Linked DNA regions of Gossypium hirsutum: region 1 is linked to region 2. Evidence: chromatin contacts called from public Hi-C data. All regions are on one chromosome and are shown on one strand. Each heading gives the region's core, a stretch centred on a gene start, on an enhancer-like site or on the middle of the called end of the contact. The rest is flanking DNA. Distances are from core to core; before and after follow the strand shown.

Region 1 (6,368 bases), core at 3,263-5,762, 360 kb before region 2:
TGCGGCGCTTTTAAAAAACGCCACTAAGTATGCAGCCCAATAATTTTTTATTTCTTTTTTTTCCTCTTTTATTATTATTATTATTATTATTTACTAAAATGGTTAAATTTTAATTTGGTCTCTCTAATATATTTAAATTTCAGATTTTTTTGCATATACTTTAATTTTTAATATCATTTAGTCTATATATTTTTATAATATTATTAATTAATCCAAATAGTTAATATTATTAACTTTTTGATTAAAACATTACATGATAATATATAATTGGATAACATGAACTCAACCTATAATTTTACGCACAATACCAAGACTAATAGCAGAATTTAACCAAACATATATAATTGCTATCATTTGAGTGATCATGACTAAAATTTTAAATTTTGAAAAGTACAAAAGATAAAATTGATCGATTTGAAAAATACAGAGACTAAAACTAATCAAATTAAAATATAAGGACTAAATTTTAAGTTTAAATTTCACTTAAATAAATTAAGTGTAGAGGAATTAATTTGAATTGAATTATTTTTAATATATCAAAATATTTTTAGATTAAATCTTAAACCATTTAATATATATATATAAAGTTTATCTATTATCTCTTAAATAATTTAAATTATAATCATAAGTTTAATATATTCAAATTAATATTATCCCTTTTACAATTATATAAGAAATCGTTTAATATATAAAAAAACTAATTAATCTAAACCTTAAACCTCTTAACCCCTATCCCATAAACCCTTAACCCTAAACCCCAAACCCTTAACCCCAAACCCTTACACCTTAAACTCCAACCCTAACCCCTAAACCCTAAATCATGATCCCTAAACCCATAATTCATCATAAACCTTCAAATACTAATTAACTCCTAAACTTTAAACCCTAAACCATATATCTTAAACCATAGTTAACTCATAAACTTTAAACCCTAAACCATCTTAAACCATAAACCTTAAACTATAATAATAATTAATTCAATATTTTAAATTCAACGATTATATAAGAAAATATTTAATATATTGTATAACCATAAATTTTAATAATTATTGCTTTAGGGGTTATAGATTAGTGTTTATAATTTTTTGGGGTTTAGGGGTTATATGACTTTTAGCGGCGTTTTACCAAAAGCGCCGCTAATGCTCTGGTTTTTAGCAGCGTTTTAATAAAAGCGCGCTAATACTCTAGTTTTTAGCGGCGTTTTTTACTAAAATGCCGCTATTGCTCTGTTTTTAGCGGCGTTTTTGGTAAAACGCCGCTATTGCTCTATGTTTTACAATTTTTGCGGCAAACGCCGCTAAAGCCCTATTTTCCTGTAGTGATTTTCCAAGAAAACAAAAATGAAAATAGCCTACGCTTCATAAAATTAAACAAAGACTAATTGTACCACATAACTTGTTTTGGAAATAAATTTTAGACTCAATATATCATTTGGTACTCAAATTTGAGTCTTTTTTAATGTAGCAAGACTAACTTTTTAGTGTTTAATTCAAGTTTTAAGTTAAATTGAGAAAAATTAATTACAAATATTATTAAATTTAAATTTTCATATTTTTTAATAAAATAAATTTAATATTAATTTTGAATTTATTTAATTGTGTGTACCTGTTAAATATAATTTGGATTTGATAAAAGTTAATACTAATATTATTATTAATTATGAATTTTCATCAAATCAATCCTAAAACTCGAATTAAACATTAAAATGTTAAAACTTATTCCTTTTGGTATCAAAATATACAAGTTTTGTCAAATACATGCACCACAATAAAAAAATAACACAAACACCACATTAAAAAATTGTGAAATTTAAATACTAAATAATATATTAAACCTAAATTTTAATAGTAATCCAACCAAATAAATAAGATAATAAAAAATGATGTTTTACTTTAAAATCATTTCTAGCTCTATTATCCATAATGTGTACAATAACCCATGCTTATGTCAATTCCACACACATTGGCTGAGAGACGTGTTAATATGTTAGGTGGAGCCGGTTAAAAATTTGAGTATAAACTTAAATCATATTGTAAATAATTAATTCAAATCAATTTCAAGTCTGACCAAAACTACGTATTATTTTTAAATTTTTTTGAAAATTATTTGATACATCATAATAGATTACACAAGTAAAAGCTACGTATTAGAAAAACATAACAGTATTTGAATCCTGCTCATGAAATTGAATTCCATTGATGGTATATCAAATACTAACCAAAACAATTAGATACGCAGGTTAAGAGAAATTAACCATATAACATTCCTCAATATCAATAGGGTTCTAGGGCAGCACTTTCTAGCCATTCTATCCATCATACAGACATTATGAACTCTAATCTACCCTCTCTATGGAGCAAACCAAATTCCCCTAGCTAAACAGACCATAAGTGCATTGAAGCTATGCTAAACAAGACCCGAAAAGAAGAGACTGTTATGAACCAACCAGGTAGCTTCTAATTTATGAACTCGCCCATATCCAATTCGGGGGCATTCAGTTTACCGAACTTATATTATTAAGGCATAGTACCCTTTATTCACATTACGATAGCAATGCAGTTAAGTCATGGCGGAGTATCACCTTCTAAAAAACATACAAGTATTTACAATCAAAGTTTTCATGCATAATTGTATCACCAAATGCTGTAAGCTTTGATTATCCTGCTTCACAAATTAGACCTCATCACCTATTCTTTCTTGCCCTGAATCCTACAACTGCCTGCAATAACATATGCTAGCACCAATCAACCCAACCCTGCTAATCTAACCGCATTTATCTACTGCCTATTTCTGTGTTTGCAGGGACAACTTCATACTTTAGCCGAACAAGAATTTGAAATGAGACCTGTTTTCAAGTATGGACTAAGAAATCTATATCGATTGCACGCAGACTTAGAATTGAATCCAGAGGAAAGTTGTCATAAGAAATTCCTTTGTATGCATCAAGATTATTCTTTTATTATTATTTTATTTAGTATAAAAGCTAGTCATGACAACCCTAAATACAATATAAAAAAACCACAATATACATGAACATGGCAATCAAATGCTAAATCCATAAAACAGTAACAAAAAAGAGTTCATCGAACAATATGGCAATAATAAATTGATCCAGGTAGTCTAAGCATCAACAAATGGGAAAGAGTAAAATGATTTAATACATTGTCGACACTGTAACCGGAAACCTAGAAATTACCTGTTTTTCCAATAGGACTTATTTTACTTTCTCTTGAATAAACAGACATTTAAGACCGGGAACTCAAGAGGCAGAGCATCTATGCAGTATCACCTACTGAAATCAATGTTTCATGGTCATTCCTTGAAACTAACTTAATATTGGGAGTTATCAAAAACCCAAGGTTCATGTAAGAAAAGCTCCCGTCCGTTCATTTGCACGGTTCCGGCTGCTATATCTTCAGCACGCTTTCTAGCTGCCTCAGCTTTCTTAGCTGATGTTTCTGCATCCTGCAAAATGACATGAATTGTAACATGAAAAAAACCTAAACTGAGTTCGAACAACCGATATGAAAAGGGAAGTAATTGAACAAAAATTAAGAAAACTGGACAATTTAGTTTCTTTTTAGGACTCTGCTGCCCCAAAAATTTTAATATAATATTAAATCGAAATTATCCAATGTTTAGTTCCATTAGTTTTGGGGCATAAACTGGAAATTAAATTCAACACATAATAAGAAAGTGGAAAATACGTAAAACCCTAATTGGCATTAAATCATTAGAAAGAAAAATTAAAGATTAAATACAGGAAAAATAGAGACAGAGAGGGAAAAGAAGGAGATACCTTTTGGCGCTTCCAAGCGAGGAATTGGGATACAGTAATTGGATTATTGGTTGGTTGTTCGTTCTCTTGCTTTCTCTGTTCTTCTTCCGCTCCCATTTTCCTTTTTCCTTTCTCTTTCCCCAAACGGAAAAACTCGTTTAATTTACACTGGTCTGGTGTTAAACGCCACCGTTCAGCATAAACATAACAACGTGCTTTCCTTTCTACTTAATAGATTATCTTATTAGATTAGAGATCTAGTTACATCGTTATGAATATTAATAAATACAATTTTTAGATTAATAAAATAAAGATATTAAATTGGTTCTAAAATTTATGTGCATTACAAGTATAATTATGTTTATGAATTTAATATTTAAATTATTAAAATATTAATTGTACAAATAAATATTAAAAAAATGTAATCCTACCTTAATTTTACATCGATTTAAATGGGTCATTCTCTTATTTTATTATCATTTAATTTTATATATTACATATGAAGGATATTTTGGACTGAAACCAGAGTTACCATAGTCTCCCTTGATGCGCTTTGAATAATGGAAAAGGTTCGATGAATCTCCAAATCGGATTCAAAGCTCCCGTCCTTCTTCTTTACTAATCTTTTTTCTCTCTCAGAAGTTGAAGAAGATGGTCGGCTGATATTGCTTGAATGATTTTGCTGCTTGGCTTTGGGCGTTTCTTTTTCTTGTTGAGTTTGATTGTCCCTAGGTGCTTTTATTATTTTGTTTATGTTGACAGCTGTGTTATTTTCTTTGTTGTTTGTCGTTTCATGTTACTGTACCTTTAGTTGATTTTGTGTGCTTTGCTTTTTCCTGTTACAGCTGTGCTGAGTTTTCTCAATCTTTTTGCCTTGAGCCTTGTGCCAATAAATATCAGTCATATTCAAAAAAAAAAACTTTATATATTACATATATATATTGTAATGTTAATGAATTTTAATATCATTTAAATATATATTTTTAACTTCAACATCGTGCTTAAAATAATTATTTTATTGAAAGCATTTCAATTTTTTTATGATATTTTTTAAAAGTAATTTCCAACTTCAATGATAAACTAGTCATTAATAGAAATGACAACTAAATGAGACGAGGCAAGTCGATTTTTTTATTTGTATCTAAAGTTTTTAAAATTTTAAAAATGCATTTACGTAAAAATAATTGAGAATTTTAAAATTTTAAAAAGTTTTAAAAGGGGTGTAAATCAAATTCTATATTCAAAATTTTATTTAAAGAGGTTATTTTGAAAAAAAAATTATAATTTTATTTCGTTTGTTACTTTTAATTCTACCATAAAATAAAATTTTCAAATTTTGTTGAATAAATCTTAGTTAAATTGGTATTAATATTATTATCATTGTAAGAGGATGTGGATTCAATGCATTCAAGCATATTTTATCTTCAATATTGTTTTTTAATTAATTTGTTTGAATAAATATTTTTTTTAAAAAATATACACAATTGGTATTGGATTTTATTTTATTTTTTCAAAATAATTATTTTTCAAACTAAGGTTGTTTTGTGATTTTCGACATAGAAGATGTAGCTCTACTAATATGCCTTCCAACAAACGGTTTACCAATAACTAGGGGTGAGTATTCGATTGAGTTGAGTTGAATCGAGTCAAAAATTTTTGAATTAGTCGAGTTGACAAATCCTATTTTAGCAACCGAACTCAATTTGAAATTTTTTCGAATCGAATCGAATCGAGTCGAGTTAACGAATCCTATTATTTATACTTAATGTTATGTTTAGATGGAGCGATTATTTAACTAGTAGATGAAGTACAAGATTATTTAACTACATGAATAATATAATGATTTAGTCTTTTAATTTAATGAGTAAACATTTATCAAAACGACGTAGTTTTACCTTTTAACTTAATTATTTTGAATTATAACTTTTAATAAAGTAAACATTTATCAAAACTACGCAGTTTTGTCTTTTCTTATTTGGATTTTCGGATAACTCGAATTGTATAATTCATATTCGAGTTAAACCGAAAAACTTATTTTTTTTATTCGAGTTGATTCGAATAACTTGATTAACTCAAATAACTCGAACTATTTAATTCAAAATTTAAATTTTTTATCGAGTTTTTCGAATCGAATCGGATTTTACTCACCCCTACCAATAACAAAACCTAGTTAATTGGTTTTCCAAAATTACTCGTTAAATCGTTGGGTGCATTCTTAAAAAAATAAGGATACGGTAGGAACCAAATGAGTATTATGATTGGAAAATCAATTCACAAACTTTTATAAAATGTAATTGCAGATGAGATTCATCAAAATACTAAAACTTACATCCTCTCCGTTAACTGAACAAAGGCATATATACTAATTCTGGAAATGTCTAGAAACAAAGATCTTGATAATTGTATCTCCAATAGTTAGATGATTTTGTTAGAACCACAACTTATAGTTAAAAATAAACTATTTTGGCATGCCTATTCAAAAGCGTTATGTATGGCGTTTAAAGCTCCTACTACTGAAATAATTGGACTCCTTATGATTTACAAGTGTGGTATGGTATCGATTACCAAAGATACTGCCTATCATTTGCCC
Region 2 (6,192 bases), core at 2,642-5,141:
ATGGAAACAATGGCTAAATTGAAAGACTTGAAAAATACATGTGGTGGAAATAATACAATTGAAATACATAGAAATTTGATGTGGAAAATGAGATAGTGGAATTAATTATATAAATTAAGTAAGATGTCAAAGAAAAATTGTGTAATAATGAATAGAGAACTTTTATGGAAAAAGGTGATTAAATTGGAAAGTTATAAAAGTTTACAATGAAATATTGATAATGAAGCACATAGTGAAAAATGAAAGAATATATGAATTTGTAATCCAAACTACAATTATTTCCTAAGTTGTGAAAATTAAGGGTTAAATCATAAATTTGAGAAAATTTACATTAGAAATAGAAAAGTGAAGTGCTTAATACTTAAAATGAGAAAAATTGATGTTGTAGTAAATTTTGGAATATTAATAAGTATTGAATTAAATTATATGTGTTATTAAAAGTAAAATATATTCCTACACGAAATATTGTGCTAATGATTAAATTACAAAATATATAAAAGTGATATGTGAAATACATGATAAGGATTATTAGTGAATTATAGATGAATATTGAATTTAGAGATATATTACATGTATTAAAGATAGTGAAGATATAAGTATATAGATTATTGTTACAAGGATTAAATTGTAAAGTATGTAAAAGCATTATGCGAAAAGTGTAAAAGTGATATGTGTGCATGATATAATTTGCCCAAGTAGACGAGATTAGAACTACTAGGATATTAGTGGAATGCCATTAAGGGACCCTAGTCCGCTCTTAGATTATTAGTATATTAGTGCTCTCTGTTTAGCACATTTGTGCTCTCTGTATAGCACTTTAGTGCTCTCTGTTTAATAGTGCATAATAATGTACCTCTATATCAATTTTATATATCCTAAGTGTTCTGTTTAGTCTACTGGGCCTCTGCTAAAAAAGTAAATAATTTTCATTACAAGGTAAAGGTTTATCTTCGATTCATGTTTAAAATGTTGAATTAGTAAAGTGAAAACGTAAGTAATTTGAATGTATTTGAGGAAGTATAAGAAAGACAATGACTAGTAAGTTAAATATGTAAAAATAAATTGTGAAAGAAATAGTGAGGAAATCAAGAAAAATTACACTAAATGGTGAAATTCGATACATGTATAAAAAGAGTAGTAATTTTTATAGGTTGATTTGAGGACTTAAGGATTAAATTGTGAAATAAGTAAAAAGTTACAAATGAATATGATAAATAAACAAAGAAATGATATATTGGGAATTAAGAAATTTAATAGAATTTGAATATCATCGGTACTTACTAAGTTTTCACCGACTTAACGTGTTTATTTTCAACGCGTAGGTATAGTGATTTTGAAGAATTGTTGTTGAGGTTGTGAGCATCCATCTCATCACATCTCCAAGTGCCAAGAGGGTATGTTTCAATATTTTAAATAGAATGGCATGTACTTAGGAAGATCAACTGTGTACCAAGTAGTAGGGACTAAAATATAAGTTAATTTAGTGAAAACTTTTTTTTAATGTTCAAATATATTAGTGATTAGCCAAAATCACTTTGGCACAAAATGTAATATTCCTATATCAGGTTCCTTGGGTGAAACCGGGTATAGGGGTGTTACAAACACAAAGTATGCGTCTTCTCTAAAAAGGTTATAGAGACACAAACAATGCAACACAAATATGTGTCTTCGCTGACCAGAAGTAGAGACACGAATAATATGTCTCCTTTAACAATGCTATCAAGACGCAGACAATACGTCTCTACAAACTGAGCTATAGTGTCGCACACATGTGTCCCCACTAACTAAAGGTAGAGACACAATGGATACATCTCAATTGATATGCTTATAAAGATGCATGTCTCGCGTCACCATAGACTGGGCTATAGCGTCGCATACATGCGTCTTAACTAACTAAAGGTAGAGACACAGTGGATGCTTCTCTACTGACACAGTGAAGATGCATGTCTCGCATCACCATAGATTGAGCTATAGAGTCACGTAAATGCGTCTCCACTAACTAGATGTAGAGACACAATGGATGCATCTTCATTGGCTGAGCTATGTAGACGTGTGAGTTTTTGCATCGCCAACCCTAAGAAGACATACCCAGTGGTGACGCATGCGAATGCGTCGCCAAACTCTATAACAACGCCATTTCGTGTCTCATTAGAGTTCTCGAGTGTCACTATTAACCTATCTTGTTGTAATGTTACCAGTGTCTTTGACCGAGATTCGCTTGATATCGACTCACCAACCCTATTGTGAAACAAATATCTGAACGTGTACATAACATAGCGTACATGAAACTTCTTGCTACCGAAGCATAATGAACTTTTCTCATGTACTCTCTTTCTTTTACTATCTTAAGACAGTCCTCCAAAGAAAGATGAAGCCATACTACAAAGGGTTGAGTTCCCTTCTTTGAATCTGTATTTGCATAACTTTCTAATATTTTGTCCATGTATGAAGCTTGTGATAATGTTATCATTTTGGTTTTTTTTTTATCCCTTAGTACTTGAATACCTAGAACAAAGTTAGGATTTCTCAAGTCCTTTATGTTATATTGTTGAGTTAATCACAATTTAATCGATAACAATGTCCCTATACAATTTCCAATGAGTAAAATGTTATCAACATTAAAATGAGAAAGATCACCTTTCCATCCCTAATATGTTTATAAACACAAGGTTCATTTAAGTTTTACTCAAATCTAAAAATTTTGATTGCTTGATCAAATTTTTAATTTGATGAGCAGAATACTTACTTAAATCCACATATAGATCTAAGCAATTTGCAAACGTTGATTTTGTTTATATAAATGCTCTTTCCAATATTTCATAATATTGAAATAATTTACATCCAGCAGGAATTTACTTCCAATTTATTTTCCAATCCCCAAAACAATTTATTATATAAGTTTTGGATTTGTTGAAACCATAGAGGTCTTTTGCACTTGGGTTATACCTTAATTTAGTTTTTATATGATTTGGATAACTTTAAGGCAAAAGGCCAGGATTCCTAACAGCCCATGGCAAAAGAACAATGCTAGAGCATATTCTTTAGGATGCCAGCAAAGAAGTATTAGGCCCCCATAAACATGAAGTGTCCCCTTTTTTACCTTGGAAAAAAAACAAAGCAAAATATAAATTGGTCAAAGACCTCAGATTTTGGGGTAGGTTTTGGTAGGTGTGACAAAAAAAAAGGCCCTTGAATGATACATTAAGCACGTGTAAGATAAAAACCCACCAAAAGATGGGGGGTTGGAGAATTGGAAAATGGAGTTAGGTGCTTTAACCTTGAGGCTTTGAAGGGTTGCTTCTTTTTCTTTATTCATTTGTTGGAGTTGAAGTAGCGTATGGTCCTTACAATCTCATCAAGGGTTGTCAAACATAGTATTTACCTTTCAAGTTTTCCAAATTTAATTTTGATTATCATTTGAATCATATATTTTATAATTCTACTTGTAATTTTAAATATGTTTTAAATTTGGAAATTAATAATGGTGACGCATTGTGTTCCTTTTTATTATAATAAAGTTTTAATTATAAAAAGATTAATATTTGATATATCAATAATACTTTTTCACTTTTTAAGTAGTCTTAAAAAATTATCTTATGCCTCTTTTAGTATCAAGAGACTGACAAATGTCTATAATAAAAAAAATATTTTAGAAAAGAAACGCATTATAAATTTTAAAAGTCACTCGAATACATTACAATTTTTTAGCTTGCTATTTTTAAAATACTCATAAAAAAATCATGCCATTTTGGATAATAAATTTAGATGTAATTAGGATTAAAATCTTAACTTTAAAAAGATAATGATTAAAAATGATTAAATTCAAAATTTATGTATATTTCAATAACTAATAACAGAATTTGAAAAAGAAGACAGAAAACGTGGGAAAACAAAATCAAGAAAACACCCAAGAAAATCCCAGCTTTTTCAAGGTTACTGAAGAAACAACAAAAACTGCAACTATAGTTTTCTTATATAAACCCCACCCCAAAGTCAGTTTTTCCAGGTACCCATCAACGCTAAATACCATCTTTCTCTTTCAGCATTGCGTTTCTTGCTTCTCACTTGTTGTCTTTCAAGGTTTGCTTTCTTCTTTCTTCTTCATTTTTTCTGTATTGAAACTTTTACTGTGTATTTGATTGATGGAACAAAACCCCATATGGGAAATGTTAACTTTGAGCTTTTGATCGGAGTTCCCTTTTTTATTTCTTGGATCTGTCATATTTTATAAAATATAGGGTGTTTGCTAAATTCTTGTTTCTATGATCGTCTTCTTGGCGGCCAAGATATTTGCCCTTTCTTCACTTTAAATGAATGGCTTTGCAAGTTTTTTATTTTTCTTGAGTTTGTTGCCTCTCTTTTAATGATGATTTGAGCTTTGTTAAATTTGCCTTTAACCCTAATTTAACTACTTATTTAGAATGAATAAAATCCCTTAGTGGCATAATCATTGGTGTTTTGTTTGTCTATAATGATGACTTTCTTTTTTCCTATTTGTGCTTCATTTTTGTCTAGTTATTGAAGGTGTTCTTAGATTTGCACTTTGCTTTGCTTATTTTGGATTTTCAGAATGGCCAATGCTATGTTGCAACAAACAGTTGGAGGAACTCTTCAGCTTCTCAGCAATTCCAGAACTCACTGCAATGTCGGGAACCGTTCGGTACGGTTGCTTCCCAAGGGGTTTAAGTTGGAAGTTGAGTTCTCAAAGAGAGGGATTTATAGTTCGGGAAAGAGGAAATTCAACGTTATTCAAGCATCAACGTCTCAAACCTCTGTTGTTGGTCCTCTTTTAGCTCCCTCAAGTAGTGACACCGTTGATTCTCACATGAAATCAAGTAAGCCAGATTGTCCTAGACATAGTTTCTAATTCAGTTAGCAAATAATATACCAAATGACAATGCTCCATCTTCCTTCATGATTATAAGCCATCGAACTGCACTATTGATTCCAACTAATGCAAGTGATTTGGTATTTCCTCATAACTTGGGGAACAAGAATTAGGTTCTTTTTTGGGGGGAATATTCTGATCTTTAATTTTCGGGATATTCATTGCAGATGAGGTAGCTTTGATACTGATTCGCCATGGTGAGTCTTTATGGAATGAGAAGAACCTTTTTACAGGTTGTGCTGATGTGCCATTAACCAATAAGGGAGTAGAAGAGGCAATTGAAGCTGGTCATAGAATCAGCAACATACCTGTTGACATGATATACACATCGTCACTAATTCGTGCACAGATGACTGCTATGCTAGCCATGACTCGACATCGCCGCAAGAAGGTGACTTGATGATACTTGGCAGTTGATGCTGCCATTGATAAAACCACTGACTTGGTTAGATGGTTTCGAAGTTATTTAAAACCTCATATCTACTTACTAGAAGTCCAAGAGCAGTTATTTTGTCATTCTTTGATTGATTAGACTGATAACCTATTAATATTGACCTGATGATAGGTGCCAATTATCCTTCATAATGAGGATGAGCGAGCAAGAGCGTGGAGTAAAATATACAGTGAAGACACCATAGAACAATCGATTCCTGTTATAACATCTTGGAAATTGAATGAAAGAATGTAATCTTTTTTTTCTTTTTCTCCATATCATGACTAATCAAGTCATATTGCCAATGCCTTTCTGACGTCCTCTTATTGGCTGCCTCAGATTTTTTTCATTTTTCTTGCATGAATCAGTCATTTACTATCTTCTTCGTGCAGGTATGGAGAATTACAAGGTCTGAATAAACAGGAAACTGCGGATAAATTTGGTCATGAAAAAGTTCACGAGTGGCGCAGAAGTTATGATATACCCCCACCCAATGGCGAGAGTTTGGAAATGTGTGCTGAAAGAGCTGTTGCATATTTCAGAGATAATGTAACTTCTATATCCGGTTTTATCTATCATCAAATGATTGAAGTCCTTTAATACGACATAGTAGCGCCTCATAGCAAATCTTAATTTGCAGATTGAACCCCAACTTTTATCTGGAAAGAATATCTTGATTTCTGCCCATGGGAATTCATTAAGATCCATTATCATGTATCTTGACAAACTAACCTCCCAGGAGGTATGGATCCTTCTTTCGGTTCCATTCGGGATGTTTTCAATTTTTCCTAGTACTCTTTTTCTTATTATGCTGTATTCATTTTGTATTCTTCACGGGACAGGTTATTACTTTAGAACTATCCACTGGGAT

What was found. A called contact is a pair of places that touch in the nucleus more often than the background predicts.
Region 1: a contact with region 2 is called in a Hi-C map of leaf, with 1.8 times the contacts expected there. The contact joins the promoter of LOC107962458 here to the promoter of LOC107962433 in region 2. A contact is called at or near these places in 2 of 34 Hi-C or Micro-C datasets (both in leaf).

Annotation. Positions count from the first base shown.
Region 1 is chrA06:5,632,796-5,639,163 of Gossypium_hirsutum_v2.1, reverse strand. LOC107962458 (zinc finger CCCH domain-containing protein 15 homolog) reads right to left here and starts at 4,512. Exons shown (of 3, transcript XM_016898859.2): 1 at 4,311-4,512; 2 at 3,800-3,951; 3 at 3,080-3,465. The coding sequence starts at 3,895. The coding sequence ends at 3,331.
Region 2 is chrA06:5,268,208-5,274,399 of Gossypium_hirsutum_v2.1, reverse strand. LOC107962433 (2,3-bisphosphoglycerate-dependent phosphoglycerate mutase 1) reads left to right here and starts at 3,891. Exons shown (of 9, transcript XM_016898828.2): 1 at 3,891-4,080; 2 at 4,570-4,835; 3 at 5,056-5,279; 4 at 5,454-5,572; 5 at 5,714-5,870; 6 at 5,962-6,063; 7 at 6,164-6,192. The coding sequence starts at 4,571.